Regions from separate parts of the Zea mays genome. Here region 1 is linked to region 2. A link is a contact called in public Hi-C data. All regions are on one chromosome and are shown on one strand. The core of a region is the stretch at or near the end of the contact, and the rest is flanking DNA. Distances in the headings are between cores, read along the strand shown.

Evidence for each region. A called contact is a pair of places that touch in the nucleus more often than the background predicts.
Region 1: a Hi-C map of leaf shows a contact between it and region 2, with 4 times the contacts expected there. The contact joins the promoter of LOC100275119 here to the enhancer-like site in region 2. A contact is called at or near these places in 4 of 25 Hi-C or Micro-C datasets (ear, leaf, root tip and 1 more).

Annotation. Positions count from the first base shown.
Region 1 is chr7:173,900,438-173,905,183 of Zm-B73-REFERENCE-NAM-5.0, reverse strand. It overlaps LOC100275119, which reads left to right and starts at 2,139. Exons shown (of 3, transcript NM_001149782.2): 1 at 2,139-2,281; 2 at 3,234-3,315; 3 at 3,665-4,694. The coding sequence starts at 2,270. The coding sequence ends at 4,539.
Region 2 is chr7:173,779,700-173,785,129 of Zm-B73-REFERENCE-NAM-5.0, reverse strand. LOC103633409 reads right to left here. Exons shown (of 23, transcript XM_008655111.4): 16 at 5,368-5,430; 17 at 4,992-5,147; 18 at 4,636-4,806; 19 at 4,440-4,552; 20 at 3,960-4,083; 21 at 3,640-3,735; 22 at 3,482-3,544; 23 at 3,183-3,410. The coding sequence ends at 3,348. Among protein-coding and RNA genes, the nearest start is that of LOC103633409, 12 kb to the right of the region's middle. Within about 2 kb of position 3,104, at least 13 of the 20 cell types and tissues checked have an H3K27ac peak or open chromatin away from gene starts, as enhancers often do. A contact at or near this core is called in ear, leaf and root tip, where this site is marked.

The DNA.
Region 1 (4,746 bases), core at 890-3,389, 120 kb before region 2:
AGTCGATCTTATTTTACTAGTACACGTAAACTGAAGACGGCAGAGAGAGGGTTGCGTGCGTACTCCCGATCCGATGCATTGGATTGTATTGGATTGGATTGGATGGTGGGTGGGGCGACTGGAGGTACGTGCGTACTGCGTGCGTGCAGCGTGCTCTCGCGGCCTGCAGCTGAAATGGACGGGCCACCGGAACGAGCACTCTCACACGCACGGTCCTCCGGCTGCCCTCGCGCCAGGCACCGACACCGGCTCGACTCAAGCGAGGTGGAGGCGGAGGTGGAGGGAGCGTGTTAGGTGAGCGCGGTCACGATGCCGCCGGTGGGTCACAGCGTGCTGGCGTGGCGGCCGCATCGCTTGCGCACTCACTCACGCGCGCGTGCCCCGCTCCGCCCCGCCCCGCCGCAGTTTTTTTTTTCAACGCCCACCAGCTCGGCGACCCGGCGTCGAATTCTATCACTCGTGTTTTTGGTGGTTTTCCTCGCGGGCCAGCCAGCTAGCCGCGGCGGCGGCGTCCTTGCGCGCGGGCAAGCTACAGCCTCCAGCGGCCCCCCCTGCCACTCTCTGGTCGCATTCCGCGTCCCGAACAGGGTCGGCGGCGTCCGTTCTGAGATTCTTCACGCTCCTTCATGCCATTGCCATGTGAGTGAAGGAGGCCACGGAGCATAGACGCGGCAGAGGAAGCTGCAGTCCTCTGTTCTCAGGACGCGGGAAGGTTCCGCCGCATTTTACGTAGGAGTGCATACCAAAAAAAAAATATTCCGGGTGCGGATCATTACGACGAATGGCGAATGAGTTGTGCAGCACTCTGGAGTACGCAGACGGCCGCGCCCACTTTTCCTCTGTTCGAGATTGCTACGCCGACGCAAAAAAGGGATTTGCCAGGAGCAGTTTGTTATCGTGCAGTTGTTGGCCTAATCCCGCGATCCGGGTCACGTTTTCGCTTCACCCCGGACTCCAGGCTCACCTTGCCATTGCCACCAACAGGCGCATAAACAAAAACCACCACCAGCAGCCGCAGCAGCAGCATCAGGGCGCGAGGCTGAACCAAACGCCCGCACAAAATGAAGCAACCACACCCCCGGTTTGGCAGTGCTCACCACCTCTGAAATCATAATGATTTTCTGGTAAGCTGTCACGCACACAGGACTCTAAAAGCCCTCCCCTTTTTTTTCCTCTGTCAGAATGGAACTGGTCCGTAGAACACAAAAGGTGCTAGTAATGTTGAGTTGGCCGAACATATATACTCTAATATTAGATTAGAGAACTCGAAAAGAAGACGCCATTTCTGACGGGCAACGCCATGCATCCCCGGGCGCCCGCGCCCCCAGGCGGAGCGCCACGCAGCCTGCTGCTGCTGCTGGCTAGGGACAAACAATGCCGCACCCGCCTGTGCTGGTTGCGGCGGTCTCTAGCGTCCAGTCCACCGCTGATACCCTGAACTGAAACCTCACCACCACCGCGGCGGCTCCAAAAGCCCAAAGCTCCCCAATGAAAGAGGCGCCGCCAAGTGAGGTGTAAGTAACTATGAATAGACATATATAACTATGAACTACTAGTACTCCTTCCGTCGTATAACAAGCACACTTCTGGTGTTCGAAATATACCCCGAAATAAATGCGTACATTTATCATGGATTAGCCAACTTGCCTTTTTTTTTGCAGAGGTGTGGTGTGACGATAATTCCACTGACAGCATTCGCCACCACTTCAACTAAAACTGCACTTGTTTTCATACGAAGGGAGGGAGTACTACTTACTAGTATTGCTCTACCCTGCCAGCTCCCAGCTGTATGCTACTACTACTCATTTGTCTTCAAAGTCTTTACCATTATAATGTGCGTGTCGTGTGCGCCGTGCCATTTTCATTTCAGAAAACGTTTTTGGTCGAGCGTCGCGGCAGTCGTGTGTCTGTGCGCCCAATGCCCCCACCGACTGGCAAGGCACTGGACTCGCGCCCTCGCCACATGCGGCACGGCCGCACAGCTAATAATAGGGGGGTCAAAGGGTCCGCGCGGACCAGGGGCCCATGCGTCGGTGGCCCGGGGGGTTGGTGCTTAGGACGCACTGCGTGCGGCGCGCAGCTCAGGCTCCCGTTTTAAAGCGCCGCACCCGCACCCACCGCCCTCCTCCTCTGTGCTAGACTGTCATCATCCCTTCCTCCTTCCCCACGCGTACACACACTCCCGCGGCAGCCACCATCCCGGAGCTCGAGACCAGCGGCACCAGGCCAGGAGGGTGACGGCCCGGCGACTCAGTCGAGCGCCACTCCCATGGCGGACAAGGTAAGAGGACACGAACGCCTACGGTGCTTTCTCTACCTGTTCCCTCGCTTGTGCTTCCCGGAGGCGGGGTTCCTCTGCGCGATGAGCCCGTGCCGATCGTCTCTTGCCTGTGCTGCGCTCTCGGTAGAAATCTTCGTGTCTTGGTTGTTGTTGTTTTGCTACTATGGAAGAACTGCAATTGTGCGACCCTCGGTGGTTCAGTTCAATCGCGTCTAACGATCTCCGTTCTAGACTCTTTATTTTCCCCCCTCATTTTTTCAGATACATGTCATTGTGTGTTCGGTTATGAATTGAGCTGTTCAGGACAGAGTCTAGCAGTAGAGTGTAAAAAAACGGCCATTTTTTTTCTTCTGCTGATTAATATACGAGAAAACTTGTTCAGAGATCCAGGACATACAAACCCCAGAGTGAACTTCGATACGGACACTCTAGAAACCTTATTGGAGTTAGCTTCGGTAGTTTAGTACGTACTCAACCAGAGGGGCAGAGGGTATGGCGAGTGAAGTACAGAGCAAGCAAATGTTCCCTGGCCCTCTTCTGACCAGAATCCATTTCCCCAGCGCAGCCCCAACCACTTTCATGCCGAGGCGACGAAGGCGCACGTCCGGTTTTGTCCATTTGTCCGGTTTTCGGGTTTTTTTCCACACGGTCTTTTCGAAACCCTTCGCTACTGTCGTTTTCGCATTTGTCACCGTCTTTTTTCAAACATAGGATTCATGAGTCACCCGTCTTTTTTTCCCCCTGCCTTTTGTTTTGGTCCAGTTCGTGCCCATTGCGTAAGCAAGTGTTTTTAGTAACTAGTACTATATCGTGAGTTCATTGTATCAGGCACTCCTGCTGTGTCATCCTGAATAAAAACTTGACAACTGGTTGTTGTACACAGTTGGATCTGCTTCCAGTAATAGTACTCTGCATTCATTTGCCGCCAATTAATCCCTCGATCTCTCTGCAGATCTCCACGATCGTCCTCAAGGTTGACCTTGAATGCGAGAGATGCTACAGGAAGATCAGAAAAGTCCTCTGCAAGATCCAAGGTGCGGTCCACTATTGTACTAGTACTAGTCTACTACCGCTGCCATCACATCAGTTCATCACCATTCGCTCAACGAACGGACCTGTTTCAGTGCCCCCTGGTCCTTGTAACCTCGCTGACACGTGGGCCCGCTGCCATCACATGCCCCTGCATGAGCGTTCACCTGGCCAGGCCAGTTGCTCGGCGCACCTGTCAGCAGAGAGTTTACAACTGTTTTGTGTGTTTTTTTATATATTATTACTATTAATTATTAACCTACTGCTACTGTTCTGTGCTGCTGATTGATTGACGGTACATGGGCATGAGCATGGCTGATTGATTCTGATTGGTTCGGGTTGCCGCTTGCGCAGACAAGATGAACATCAAGACGATCTCGTTCGACGAGAAGAGCAATGCCGTGACCATCTCCGGGCCGTTCGACGCCGACACGGTCTGCAACAAGCTCTGCTGCAAGGCCGGCCGGGTCATCAAGGCGATGGACGTCAAGGGCAAGGACAAGGACGGCGGCAAGGCCGGGAAGGAGGGCGGCGGCGACAAGCCCAAGGACGCCGGCAAACCGGCGGCGGCCGAGAAGGACGCAGGCAAGGCCGGGAAGGAGGGCGGCGCCAAGGCGGAGAAGAAGGAGGAGAAGGCCGAGAAGAAGAAGGAGGAGAAGGCCGATAAGAAGGAGGGGGGCAAGGGCGACAAGGAGGCGAAGCCGGCGGAGAAGGGCAACAAGGACGGGAAGGCGGAGGCCAAGAAGGTGAAGTTCGCCGAGGTCCCCGCGGCGGACGCGAAGCCCGGCAAGGCCATGCCGCCCGGCATGACCAAGGCCGACCTGGGCCCGCTCCTGGAGAAGATGATGGCGGCCAAGGCCGGGTCCGAGCCGCAGCCGATCGCGCCGCCGCCGGGCGCCGCGCAGGGCGTGGCCGTGCCGTCCGTCTGGCCCGCGCCCGCCGGGTCCGTGTCCGGCTACGGCTACGGCTACAACCCAGGCTACGAGGCGCCGCCGCCGCCGTCCTACTACGCCGCTGGCGCCGGGGGCGGCTACGGCTGCGGCTGCGGCGGCTACAACGGCTACTGCCGGTGCGGCAAGCCGGCCGCGCCCGGGCCCGGCGGGTACTACGGCGTGCCGGTGTACGATAGCCAGGGGTGGTACTACGGCGGTGGCGGCGGCGCCCGGCAGCCGTACTACCCGCAGCAGCACTGCTGCGAGGACCCCAATGCCGGGTGCAGCGTCATGTGATGGCGATGCGCGCCAGCCCGTGGATTGGATGGACAGACAGAGCAATCAGTGTGTGGTCACAGTCACACAGCCATAGTGCCATGGCCAGTGCCGGAGTCGGGGAGAAAGGAACTTCTGTTTTTTTCCCGCGTGTCGTCTTGTTCTTGTTTATGCCCCGTGGATTCTGTTTATTTATTTATTTTAGGGCTTGTTCGTTTTGGAGTGGAT
Region 2 (5,430 bases), core at 1,855-4,354:
GTTCTATACTGTTTTTCCTATCAGGGCAGATAAATAATTAGCTAATGTGCCGACAGGATTAGGTTCGAACTGTGTTTTATTAAATTTGCTCTACTGCCTTCCATCCTAAATATTCATTTGAACTCATCTTTCTTCTGATGTCAGGATGGACTTCGTTTACTGTCTGTGGAAAGTTACGACGCTTGGTGAAAGTACAAAAGGTGATATCAGGGCCTTTTCACTGTATCTGAATGTAGCATTAGCCCTTAGCATTAAGTACATGTTTTGCAATATTTGTGTGGTCTCAGGTTGGACATGCTGGAACTCTGGACCCAATGGCAACTGGATTGTTGATTGTTTGTGTAGGAAAAGCAACCAAAATATAGTAGGCTATGTGGGGGAAAATATGATGGACTGAAATAATTGTTTTGCATACTATCGCTAATTATCATCCCTCCATCTCTAGCATTGTTGTACATTCTATTCTGAATGATCTCATGCTTCTGAAGCTACCAAGGAATGGTTAAAGGCTATAGCGGTGTTTTCCGACTTGGAGAAGCCACATCAACCTGGGATGTCGATTCACCAGTATGTATCCTAGCATCTCTACAATGGTCTGCTGAACATTCTTCTATTCAGGGGTTGCAAAATGGATCTGCATTATTGTAGGCATTTGGGGAAGCATCACCAGATAACAACTTATTAGTTTCACAGATAGTTATGTTTCTGTTCAATGTTGTTGGGAAATCACATTGAAAATCTATCCTGAAAAGAGGTTCATCGCCTTATCAGCATATGTAGCCTACATATCATTTAATTAGTGACTGTTAACTCTATTTTCACAGTTAATTATGCTTTTGTGCAATGTTGTTGAGAAATTGTATTTAAATATTTGATCCTAAAAAGTAAAATGAGGTTCATCACCTTATTAGCACATATTGTTTAGTAGGTGACTGTAAATTCTGCAAGAAGCGAAATGAGCTCTAGCTGAGTTGGTTAGATGGTCTGAGTAGCACTCCTCTGGTCTTGGGTTCGACTCCCCGTGGGAGCGATTTTTAGGCCGTGGTTAAAAAATCTCCTCGTCTATCCCACGCCAAAGCATAGGTTTAAGGCCCTGTCCCGGTCGCGGTTATTCATACATAGGCTACCGTGCCGTTGTGTATGGGTGGCACAGTGTTGTGAACCCGACTGCGATGCGCAGGACGGGGAGGAGTGCACCACGAAGGGTGGGATATCAAGGTGGATTGAGTGGAAGAACATAGGGAATAGGGTATCCTGTGTGGCGGTTGGGGGCTTAGGTCACCTGATGGCGGAAGCTGAATTCTAAACATTGAGTATGTCCGGCTGCAGAGTGTACTTAAGAAGGTCAAGTGTTCTGAATTCTGAACATTGGCTGTTCGGATCAGTTGGGTGTGCCTTAATTTCGGGTTGTGGTTGTTAGTTACTTTGTGTGTATGTCCGGCTGCAGAGTTTGTGTCTTTCTAAAAATTGATATGCCTGCTAAACTGTTGGCCTGTCTTTTGGGCAGATTTACAGAGAAGTAAAGAGAAGTTGTTTACATTTAGTCATCCTCTATATCTGAAACAAGACTATGTTTCTACCTTGTCTTTCTCATGGTTCTTAGCCTATGACCGAAGCTTCCATGCTTGATTCTTCAAACATCCAATGCAGATCCCTTTTCTCTGATGGATATGATGATATTCAAGGTTGTGGAAGAGCAGGTCAAGAAGAGAGTAGAGAATAAGGTAAGGATCTTCGAGCAGAATGCCACTGATAGTGAGTGCAAGGTCAATCCTAAACTGCTCTCCAAGCTATATGATCAGTGGGTGATGCCACAGACCAAGGATGTCTGCCTTGACTAATCATCGATTAGCTGTAGCTGTAAATTTTATGTATACATGGTTTCAGTTGCGCTTGAACCAATTGTATTGACCTTGAATGGACATTTTGATGTTTATTTCATGAATGTTCAGATCAACGGCAAGAGAAACCAATTGTGTTGTATGAGTTTTAGATCATAACTCAAGTTTTTTGTAGATCTTGGTGCTATTTCATCTGATGTGTCATGTTTCAGTGATTGATTTATAGTGAACCTCTAAGATGTAAAATGACCTTTATGACAGAACCAGCTGCAATAGCAGAGTATTCTGAGGAACCTTTGTTGAAGTAAATATAATCGAGTTTCCTAGCAATCTTGTTCCTGCTGATATCATATTTCTTTGAGCTAATCTTGTTCATCAGCTTTATATGTTGCTATGAACAGAAGCTATGTACTTGTCCGGATTTTGTATATTATAGTGATGTTTGCACTCCATCCGTTTTCAGTTCCATTGTTACATCCGTCGCAACGCACGGGCACTCACCTAGTCCTTTTATAAGCCTCAGTTTTCTCTCGTGGACACAACTATATATGGAAACACAGAAAAAAAAATGAACCATGCAGGTTTCACCTCGTGACACATCCCTCCAGGAGACAACACCTCAACTGTCAGTGGATAGTACGAGGTCAACGCTACGCTCGTGCACAGATCGAGAGAGATCGCTAGTGCCTGCACTGCACTTACTGCCGTGTCGCGGCCGATCGCACGACGCGTCACGTCCGGAGGACGACAATGCATGGGGGGCGCGCCTGTCAACTCGCACCACCAAGGCACCAACCGAGCTTGGGCTCGTGGCGGCGGTGGCCGGACGGGGTCATGTCGTCCCCGGGGTCAACGGCGACTCATTCTCCAATCACCATGCACAAAAGCAAACCGTGCGCTGGCGTCCAATCCAGGGGCAAGGGGGGGACAGGAAATCCGGCCAGCTGCCAGGTCGCAGTCCCAGAAAGCTCGGGGAGGAACAAAAGTCGTGCCTTGGCGTCGTGCGTCCGGCCGGGCACCAGAGTGGCCGGAGAACCGAGTGCACGCAGCACCGGGAGCAACAGGAGTACCGATGGTGAGAGGTGGGACGAGGATGGACAGGACGCACCACCACCCCGGGATAAAAAGAGGTCAACGTCGACGCCCCTCGTCGTCGACGACGTCGAGACAGGAATCGCGCTTCGTGTCCACGGAGCGTGGGCGTGGGCGGCAAGCAGGTCAGAGGCCGCCGGCAGGTCGGAGTGCACCTGTCACCTGGGCTGGAGGTGATGCACACGTCCGGACATGAGTGGGCTCGCCAGTAGCTCTCACATGTTTGGGTTGTACTGTTGTACAGATGTATGGACCTGATTGTCGTAGGATATGATATCAACTTTGATATGACGAGGCTACAAATGTGAGTGCAGATACAGACCGAACCTCTCCCATCTACATACACGAGAGAAACACCAAACGAACAAACAGTAATGAACACGTCACTCCTCGCTGCCTACTGTAGCCTCGACGTCAGCAGCTTCGCTGAGAAGCGTCTTCCGCTTCAAAATACGATCTCTCGTAGTCGATTACTCCCTGTACCAAAGCCAATGTTAATTACATGTCTACTGCAAACGTAGAATATAACAAGTGCACAAATCACTTACCTTCAGAATCAAAATCGCTGCCTCCTTGTCCAAAACTTCGTTATATTCGCTGCACGTCAGTGACTGAAAAAAAAATAGGAAACATGTCGGATCGAAGACCCCGTCTTTTCTCTAAATATCTAAAGTTACAGCCCTGCGCAGCTTGCGTTCAGGCTTACTTGGATGCAGTTTGGACAGCCAACGGCACTTGTGCAGTTGCACGTGGAAACGACTTCTAAAGCAGCCAGGAGGAGTTCCTCGAAGAGCATTTGGGCCTACATTTTTTTTTAACAAGAACGCAAAAGGAATATTTTAGTCTTTCACTTAATCAGTTAAAATCAATGGTGCTAGCAAAAACTGTTGATCTATACGGCTGCAGTAGATCCATGAGTAGTCCATCACTCTAATGATTAAGCATCTCTCAGGGGGAGTGACAACACTAACGGCTTTACAATCTCTGTAAATACGCCTATACAATCTCAACCAGGTGAAACTTTACCTGTGATGCTATGCCGATACCACCTGGATGTCTATCATATAAAAGGATTCTGTCTGGGATGCCACGGCTTTCATGAGGATTAGCGCACTCTGTTCCTAGGTCAGAAGCACTGCACATCATATGCCTGCGAAAATTTATGTACAACCAACAACCAACACAAAGTTACAGACAATCAAAAGAACGAATAAAAGAAAACTGATCTGAACAGTTGCACTATAAGGGCCCGTTCGGTTCCTTTGGAACCGTGGCCTGGAACTATTCCTAGCCAGATTGTTTGTGTAATTTATATAAGATTTGATCAGCTAGAATGATTCACGGGTGGAATCTGGAAGAAACGAACAGGGGCTACTCTGGAGTAGCTCCAGGAAGAAATACTCACTACTGTATTACCAACCACTCATATTCTGGTTTAAGAAAACAATTTTTTTAGAAAATTATCTACCAGGCATCAACTTTTCTGGGGGTCAATGTATAACTTACAGAGGCACTATATTCAGGAGTGCATGCGAAGCAGCATGTGAGCCGCCTCTAAATTCTAGTTTGCTTTCCTCCACGGTCATCTTTACTGAGTGGGGAATTCGCACCCAAACAGCCTGATTGGGCAACGTAAAGAAATGTAAGCATCATGTGGGAATGTGTCATAATTTTATGCAGTAATAATATTCAAGCCACACACCTGGGAAGTAAAGGAGTATGGGGGCAGGTTAAGCTCGAAGCTGTCGGATATTGTATTGCTAGATTTTGATATGCGATAAAAACCAAACCATTTAGTAGTCACCGTGCAGTCATTTGCTTGAGCAGTTGTCTTCACCCGATTAGTTCTACATATACTTGTAGGAAGATAAGCCTTCAACATATATTGGAAGAGTCAAAGTGCAGGAGTTCATAATATTTGATGAACTAGACTAGAGTCAAATAAACAAGACAGAAAAGTAGTAAACAAAATAAAGTGCTGAAAACCACTCCAGGGGATGAGTCAATAATGAAGAAAATGTAAAGGAAGCTAGAGTAGTAATAGCCTTGAGAACATACAAATTCTCCTCCGAGAACATTGATGTCAGTGTAGTCTCGTGTTTTCGTGTAATATTTCAAATCAGCTTTCCTACAGAAGGCTGTCCTTGATGCCAAGTCAAGTTCCTCAACCAAGTAATTGGCACCCTGATGCATGTAAACAGCACCTTCATAAACCTGAAATTGAAGAAAATGACACTTGATAGTTGATACAGTAAGGTACTGATGACACAAGACATAGTAGCAGATCAACAGTACATACATATGAGTCCATACTTACATACATGATTTTTTAATGCTAATTCAAAAATCCATCAACTAATCTGTCAGTTGTGCTAGCAGTGGAAAAGTATTGTAAGAGGCCTACAGAGATGATATGTAGTGAAAGAACATATACCTGAAAAAAGGCTTTACTTTCTTCAATTTCCTCAAGTAATCGACTATTTAACTTGTCAATCAC